Regions from separate parts of the Zea mays genome. Here region 2 is linked to region 1. Evidence: chromatin contacts called from public Hi-C data. All regions are on one chromosome and are shown on one strand. Each heading gives the region's core, a stretch centred on a gene start, on an enhancer-like site or on the middle of the called end of the contact. The rest is flanking DNA. Distances are from core to core; before and after follow the strand shown.

The links. Hi-C and Micro-C count contacts between places; a contact is called where the count stands out from the background.
Region 2: a contact with region 1 is called in a Hi-C map of ear, with 2.0 times the contacts expected there. The contact joins the promoter of LOC100285157 here to the promoter of LOC101027224 in region 1. A contact is called at or near these places in 2 of 25 Hi-C or Micro-C datasets (ear and leaf).

Annotation. Positions count from the first base shown.
Region 1 is chr5:211,756,048-211,760,638 of Zm-B73-REFERENCE-NAM-5.0, reverse strand. It overlaps LOC101027224 (aspartic proteinase nepenthesin-1), which reads right to left and starts at 2,328. Exons shown (of 3, transcript NM_001279913.1): 1 at 2,156-2,328. The coding sequence starts at 2,252.
Region 2 is chr5:212,049,089-212,053,721 of Zm-B73-REFERENCE-NAM-5.0, reverse strand. It overlaps LOC100285157 (transmembrane 9 superfamily protein member 4), which reads right to left and starts at 2,055. Exons shown (of 2, transcript NM_001158051.3): 1 at 1,903-2,055.

The sequences.
Region 1 (4,591 bases), core at 1,079-3,578:
CCTGTGAGTGCCAATCATGCGCATCATACTAGCTATACCGAGCACTCTATCACGAGGACATCTTTAGACCTTGGAGCGTAGCTGGATGATATGTACGCATCAACTGGGTGTGACAGTATTAAATTCCATTGAAGAGACGCGTACTGTACGTGTTAATTCGAGGTAGTTGGCAGAGAAGCTATACATTATCGACACGTGAAATTGCGAACCATACGGCGCCTACTCTCCATGGCTACCATACCATCAGAAATTCCCTAGTTCTCACATGTGTATAGTACTCCTACTAGCTTGGCGACAATTCGGGTAATTACACGTGATACTTTAACTGTCAAGCTTGACCGTTTTATTTGATTATTCAGGAACGAAACTACCATCGGCAATAACCTAGTAGCTAGCTCTTGCAATCTTGCATCAAGACAAAAGGGTTAAAGGGGAAAAAGGGGGGGAAAACGAAGCTAATGCATTTAGTTGGTAGTTAACAAGATATTAGTAGTACGGTCCTAGCTGAAAAAGAAAAAAAAAACAGCATGCTAAGTGGCCAACAACGGGTTTTAATTGGAGTGGTTGCCGGCCGGCTTGTGACAAGGACCATCCATCTGAATACGCCTTATGTCTTTTGCGGTCAAGTACAGACCATCCGATCATATATATATATATACCGTGCACACTATGTTTTCGTGTGAGAGAGAGAGAGAGAACATCCTCAAAAGATATTTCTCCAGGGAGGAGAACGACGAAGACTGTACTGGTACCGTCGTACCGATGAATATATGCTTGTGTACAACACAGCAGGGATGGCTACGCAGACACACAGGCCACAGCACATATCTGGTCTGGTAGGCATGATGCCACTACGCCGCCAGCGTGGGCACGCAATTGAAGGGGGGCGATCGGCATTGAAAACCATGCATGTCTGTCCGGTGCGGTGACGTTTGAGGAGTGCATTGGCTGGCTGCCCACTTCGACGGCCATCCTTTTTTCCGGACGTGATGGACGGTGGTTGGCGGTGGGAATCGGGAAGCGATTGATTGGCTTCTTTCTTCACGGGTGGAGTGGAGGGGAGAAGTACTACTCGGTCCACCTGAATCTCAACTTGCGTACGAGCCATGCATCAATTCCATCGGAGCCGTGTGTGATCGATGGTCGATGGATGGGTTCCAAAAACTAAAGCCGATATAAATTAAATTCAGGTCTCTAGATCTCATCTTGTCAGGATAAAAGCTAAAAACGGCTATTGTTGCCAAACAGATAATAATAATTGCGTGCTACTGTGCTAGGCTGCTATCTGCTATGCTGTCGTGCTGTGCGTATGCATGTTGGTCACATTACACACATGCATATCCTCTGAATGTAGACACCATTTTGTTCGATGAAACAAACTCCCTTTGTTCGAAAAATGCATGTCGGCAGGCGAAAACATCCTGTTGATAGATTAGCATGTGGATGGTAACGAACGGGCGGCGTGTCTTCTCATACACTTTTTTTTTGTTTTCAGTCAAAAAGGAAATTCGACGGTGTGTGGCACCGGGCCAGCCAGGCTGCCTATCAGTGTGGTAGCAGAGCACAAGGGTGGTAAGCGCCAATTGGGCCGCCTAGCTAGGCCTAACTTGGACGCTTTGCGCGGCGGCGGGGGCTAGCTAGTGCTAGTGGCGACGGAATTCATAATCTACTAGCAGTAGTCTAGTACAGTACAGACATAAGTGTACCTAACATACTAACTTTGTATGCTGTCTGTCGATAATGTTTTCCTGCGAAGATTCGATCGTCAGTCCTTTTGGCTCACACACGGTCCCACACCCTAGTAGCTGTCAGCTTTCGTTCAGTTATAAACTCGCTTTATGCCTGTCGTGGACTCGTGGACTAGGCAACAGGTTCGATCAACCTCCGCTCCGCGCTTCATTTTTTTAAACTAATTTTGCCCACCGAAGTTTCAGTCTTTCAGGTTTGCATGGAGATCATGCATGAATCTAGCGCCGCGCCGCTGATATATAATTTCGATTTGAAAGATGAAACACTGCTAGCGCTATATATCGTTTACGAGCCTGGTCAGTTACGTACGTGCAGAAAAACCATTGCAAGCAAACACATGCATGAATTATCGGCAAAAAAAAAAACATGCAAGTGACTAACGAGCACATGAGGATAGGAGCAGTACCCTTCACTTCTGACGAGCAGGCATCGTGGGCGATGTCCCTGACAGGAGTGGCCACTGCGAAGAGCAGGGAGATGGCAAGCAGCCGAAGCAACGCCATCTTAATAACTCTCTCTATCTGAAAGCAGGCAGCTTCCTCGCCGACTCGTCCGATCCTCCTGCCTGCCTGTGGCCAGTGGCTCTCTCTATGAAGTTAAGCCTGGCCACCTCGCGGCCTTTTATAGAGATTCCGATGGCGCGCCCGCCCGTCCTGCTTTGCTAGCTTGCGAACCCCCGCGGTAGCTTTCAGCCTCGGCGGTTGAAAAACGACCCCTTTTAATCCAGTCCAACCACCTGAGTACTACGTACTACCACTGCTTCCGTAGTCCGTTCTCTAACTGTTTTTTCCTCTCCTCTGCTGCTGAGAGATCATGATCGTATCAGTTCAGGCGCGTCAGAGTTTTTTTTTCCATCTCCTTTTTTTTGTTTTCCATTCTTTGGTCCATTTTATTTTCTTTTCTGATTGGAGGCTTCCGTTCCGACGCCGACGGCTCGTGTACCGGTATCGTTGTTGCCTTTCAGAACTAGGACTGCTGCTGTTGCCCTGTGCCTGTGACGTGTGCAGCAGCGAGATGGTAGCCAAGACCAAGAGAGGTATTTGCTTTTCTGCAGCGCAAAAGCCAATGCAAGGTAGGTGCACAATTATGAAGCTGCCCCGCCTTCTACTCACCATGCTCAATTAATTAAGCTGGCGGTTATGCGCACCTGTCAGTCTAAACAGCAATCACGCGCCAGTGATAAATGTCGTCCAGCATCGCCCCCCGTACTAGCTTTGACGAAAAATGCTAGACCGATCGATCGACCGAGGTGGTTACCGAATGCTAATGCGACGCAACACGGGACAACAACAATGACCACCGTCTGCAGGAGTGCCTCCGACAGATATCCACTTGGTCAGAGAGCTATACTAGTTTCTGTATAGCTACTAGCTAGCCAGTTCAGTCTTTCAGTCAAGTCTCATTCTCGCTTCAGATTTCAGAACGACAGAGAAAGAGAGGTGAACACGAAGCTGCATGCTAGTCCAAGTCTGTGTATCTGCCGGCACGCGGCGTCATATGCTATCGTATAGGAGTAACTAGTAAGAGTAATCAAGTTCCTCTGCAGCAAGGAAGAGAGAATCTAGGTAGCCAGCAGCATCTGCATCTGATTAGCCGGTGACGGAATCTTTTCGTCGGAACGAAGCTTCAGCCGGACGCCTCCTCCTCCGGCTTTGGATCCGATTGGGTGTGCTGTGCAGTGCAGGTGCCGCACCGCCAACCGCAACCGCCACCGCACTGCTGCCGCCCGCTGGAAGTGACAGGAGAATAATCTCATCGTGGTGGAGGCGCCGAGGCCGAGGCCGAGGCGCGCACCAACCGGCCACACCAGCACCAGCAGCACCAGCAACGGAAGCGGCCATCTCACCAACCACATGTGCGCTGTTCCGCCGCGTGATGCGGTGCGGCGGCCGGCCTCACCCATGGCCGATCCGTCAACAGACATGCAGGCAGCTCCGTCGTCGGCCCAATAAATAAAGGAGAAAAAACTCCACCAAATTTGGATTCGCTTCAAACAATTTAACTCTAAATATCTAAACGACTGTCTGATCTGATAGATCCACGGTAGATGACAGATTCACTTGTGAAATTGTCCACTGATAATGTTTCGATCTAAATTTACTCTTCCAATAATTAATTGAAGATATTCTAAATAGATCCAAAGTTGCGCGTGGCCACGGGCACCAAATTCGTCCCTGTCCATCAAAGGCGAGGAGAAAAGGATGCGCGCACAACGTGGCGTCCAGGGCTGTGGCGCTAGTGTATTAATATTTGGTAGCGATGCTGCGTATGGTGCGGGTGCGGCTAGGCTTTATTATGGGTACATGCAACTTGTGCTTAGGCATATGCTTTGATGCATATGCTTAAAGAAAATGATGTCGCGTCAATAAGCATTATGGGTATACAATTCAGGCCCTATAACGCAAATAAGCGCTTGAACAGGCTCCATATTAGCACACTCTTAACATCGTTACAAACTCTCAAGTATTTTATCCGCCGTTTATGTATTTATTATTTCAGAACCAGGTCTCAGTGATACGATCGAGAGAGATAGAGAGAAAACAATGTGTCGCTATGCACAGACACCTACACTGATTATGATTCATACTGACTGGTACAGTATGTTTGCTGAGGTGCGTGTCGTCCTACGGTGTTTCGCCCTTATAAACTCCATCCAAATGATGTTTGAGCAAAAGAAAACCCCGTCTTCTTCGGTTCTTCGAAGAAACCAACCCCACATATTCGCCGCCTTGTTTCTTAAGCATATTTTAGCCCATGCGGGTAATCAAAGTTTGGGCCAACCAAGTCAGCTGAGCTTGTTGAGCCCATTTCGCCGCTGTTTGGGCTTTTACCCAAGACAAAA
Region 2 (4,633 bases), core at 806-3,305, 290 kb before region 1:
TGTATTCATGCACACCCTAGGTCATTGCTACAACCACAATATATGTGTATTATGTGTAGCAGAGTACAAAAAACATGGTTAATGACAAACTGTGACTAACAAACAGATTTAGTACATCATCCATGGAGCCTGCACATGACGTTCAGAGAGAGGGGGATGGGGAGGGAGGGAGATTAATAGCCAATAATTCTTCAGCTATTAGTCTGAGTCCAGCAATGGACTATAAAACGATCGTACTCTAAATATAGGGGATAGTCCCTCCCCTATGCCCTCCAGCAGCGTCCTCTAAATATAGAGGATGTTCTTCCGTCCTTAATATATAGAGATTATCTCTCATCTCCTCTATCCATTTTAATACTTTAAACAACAGATTTAGCAAAACTAAAATATGTACAAAAAAAATGAGAGTATGAAAAATACGTATGTACAAAAAATAAAAGAGAGGACGAGATATAGAGGACGCTGCTGGAGAGGAGGAAATCTTCCGGATGATAAAGTAAAGGACAAGTATAGAGGATGGATATAGAGGACGCTGCTGGAGACAACCTTAATCTGAAACAGGAAGGATGAGATTTTATGGCTGTAAACACAGAATTGGCAAACCCAAACACAAACTTTGAGAACCCTTATCCAAAAAATAAATGAGAACCATGCACTATGGATTCATGGAAAACAAGACATCTTTTACACATGATGCCTACTGTCATCATATAAAACTAATCATCGCTTTACTGAACTCCCTGAAACAATACAATCTGATTGTTCAGGTCCTATCAACCAAACATACAAGTGAAATTTAAAAAATCCTTAACTTGGCTTCAAAATTGTGCCTACATTCTGCTGCGTTTTCGAGAAAAAAAATTGTGCCTACACAATTGAACTGAGTTGTTTCCTCGGTTTCTTTTGTAGAACAAAAAATGTACGTGAAAAATCCTTTAACATTGGTAGAGACATATGTTTGTATTAAATTATTGATCATAAAAGTAATTAAAGTGCATGGCAAATGCTCAGTTGTCGCTCTTTCATCGACATTGTTCTGTGATTCTGTTACATATTACAAACTAAGTGCATTCATCAAAATAGCATTATCGACCAGATGTGTCCTGATCACTGCTCGTTGTTTGTAATCAATGGATTTTTACTGCTAGTGATACTACTCAAACACTCAGAGCAGGTGGATGCTACCAGGGGAGAGTCAGATGGGAGGGTAATCATATCGTGCTAACAAAATATTTTGGAAGGAAATAACCAAGATATATACTAGGATTGTCAACTTCAAGTGTTTACTTATTATTGTGGTCTGAATTAAAAAACTGAAAATAGAGAAGGAAAAGGTAGTGCTTAGTAAGTGGGAAATGGTCTCATTTCGAACTTGGGTATTCACTTCTTAGTTGCTGATTGGCCATGTTAGAAGTTGTACAGACAGAAACTCTATCATGCATCATAAAGATCTAACTTCAAGTAAGGTAAGAGTCATCTACCAATGCATACCATTCTTTCCTCGAGGAAATACTACCATGGCAAAATTAGCTAGGAGTCATCTGGCAATGTATATCATTCTTTCCTCAACGAAACACTACCATGGCAAAATTATACTTAGTAGACATACATCAGTTATTTATATCATGGCGGATTCAGATTCAGTTATTTGCTTCAGTGCTATAAAGGATTCAGAATTTCATATTTAGATTTGTATCAGGAACATTTTCTTAAGCTAATCTTTCAATGAACTAATGAACGAAATTATGAATCGAGATGCAGTTATGGGCGGATCCAGTAAAGGACACCAGGTTAGTAGGCATAATTAGATCAGATCAGATCAGATCCGAATACAAATAGTAAATTAGGGCTTGGATGCTCGGTTCCGCACAGCATGAAGAGAAGAGTAGAGGATGGGCGTACCAGGTCGTGGCCGTCGCCGGCGAAGGGACGAACAGGACTGGGCACGTAGGCAGCGACGGCCGCTCGGTCGTCGCCACGAGAGGAAGGAGACCACGCACGCTGGGGCCTGGGGGTAATGGAAGAACCGAAGAAAGAAAGGCAAGGTTTCAGGCTGCATGCCCAATTAGAGGCAAGGCAGTCATTAGATGCAAGCGTGCAATCAACTCTTTTATTCCGTTGGATCTAGATCCAATCATATATGTAATCATGGTTTGTTAGAAACTTCTTTATAAAATATACGAGGTGGTGGAAGAATTTAAAAGCTAAATATAGAATATGGTTATATCTAGATCTAACGGACCAAAAGAACTACTTACACACTTGCACATAATGGTTGTTTGTATATTAGTCGTTGCCATAATTAGATGGCGATATTGTACACATCAGCTAGCGGTGCACATGATGCACATATAAAATCCTGGCCTTCAATTGGTGATCCAACGGATGATTGCTCCACCAGAACGTTTTAGCAAACATATCCTCTTGCCTTCCCTTTTCATTCCCTGCGTGTTTTGCGATAACCCACGGCGTCCTTCGTGTTCATTGGGGCTACCACCGCCGCCAAAGCGTTGTCGCATACCTTTCGTGCTAGTTTGGAAGCCACAAAACAGGAAGAGATTGGAGGGGCTAGAATCTTTTTTTTATTTATTTTGGATGAGAAGATGATTCTAGCCCCTCCAATTCCCTCCGATTTTGTCGCTCCCAAACTCGCTCTTGTGTTTCTCGCTCTTCCCGATCGACGCCCAATCAACGAAGAAGAGCACATCCACCCCTTCGGTTTTCCCCGCCCCCACTGTGCCCTGGTCGCCCAAGCAGTCTCTAGCGTAGATGAACAGCACCAGAGCCATGATGGCGATTCTTAGGATCTTCGTGGAGGGCTGCTGGTCGCATGCTGTTGGACGCCATTGCAGCCGAAATTTTGTGTGGGTTGTTGCAAGAAAGGTTTGAGCATGCGACCAGGGTTCAGCAGTAAGGAGGGTTTGTTCTGAATTTTGTGAGAGAGTTGTTGCAGGCGGGTCTGTTTGCTAAATCATTATGGTGGAACAATCATCATATTGGATCAGCAATTAAAGGCCAAAATTATATATGTGCATCACGTGCACCGGTAGCTAATATACACAGGATACTTGGCCCAATTAGATTAGGGAGGCGTTTGGTTCCCTCTAAGGCTTTATTCGGTTGCGTCTAGATTGAAGGGAATTAGAGAGGATTAAATTCCCTTCTATTCATTTTTGACTAGGGAGGGATTTAATCCCCTCCAGTTCAGATGCAACCGAACAAGGCCTAATTGGTTCCCTCTAAAGTTTAGTCTATATTATAGCGAATGTTTGAATAATAATCACATATATTAAATGTAGTTTACCTGTATGAATAAGTCTATATAATCCTCTTTCGTTTGATTAGGTGTCTACATCATACATCATAGAATGTCCTTTAATAATGGAGGTTTAACCCTCTAACCATGATAATACCATCTACATGAATCCTTGCAGTGGTTTCCACTTTCCAAGACCAATTTTGTTGACATGGCAGTCTTAGTCTACGTGGTGCGGTATTTCTGTCCAAATTGGCGCCTAGGCCCACACGTTTAACTCCACGAGTGCACATGTGCGATATGGAAGGGGCATCTTCTCCTTTCCTCCTCCCACTTCCCTTTGTTTCTTTCGTTCTTCATCTCTGCCCTGTCCAGCGAAGCGAATGGCGAGCAGATGATCGGTGACAAACTTGGCTGAGCGCACTACGACATGGAGCGGAGGTACGTGCCCGCTGGATGTCTGCGCCTTTTCTCGTCCCATTCTTCCTTTTGATTCGTGTTATTTTGCCTGACGGGTTTTGGTTTGGTGCGGTGCTGTCGGAGAGGGAATTCTCCAGCCGGGTGACGGAATGCAACCGCCCTAAATCCTAAGATGAGGAAGGGGTTTAAGCATTTGCCTGTCTTGCTAAGCGATCACCGAGCACATGAACACGCGAGGATTTAGAGTGGATCGGACCGCTGGAGCGTAATACCCTACTCCACTGTGCGTTGGATTGCTGTGGATGCTTGAGAGCTGGGAGTCTTTGTCTAAGTTTGGTCCTTTTTTCTCCCTCCCCCTTTGTAGCGTTGCATGTCTCTCCTTTTATAGCTAAGGGGGCATGTACAAGGGTACTGAGCCCCGACATGTGGGCCCAGGAACATAACGGATGTAGTACTTGGAGCTACTAATGTTCGCCGCTCGAGCAATATTCTTGCGCCCTGACATCCGAGATCTGCGTAGTATCGGCATGCAGAAGAAGCTTCTCGTATAAGGGATGATGGACACAGTGCGCCGCGCAGCACGGGCGCACTGTTTGATAATGGACTGAACAGGCGCGCTGTCTGTAGGATGGCTCTGGTGCCACCTGCCAGCGGAGTGGACAGGACGCATTAAATGCTGAGGGGGCACATCGCCTGTCAACAGGGTGGACAGGCGACGCGTCCTCTCCGCAATAAATGTAGAGACCGCGTGGCCTAGAGGCCTTACGTCATGCCCCGCCCGCTGGCTTACGTCACGAGCAACAAGCCACGCGGCAGCAGCGAGTCTCCGCTTGAGCGGGGAGCGCAAGCGCATAGGATAAGGCCTGACACGTGTCAGTACCGGACCCTTGCTTATGCCAGGGTATCCCCTGTTCCGGGACCTCGTTGTGGCCCGGACCTTACTCGGAGGGATCTGGA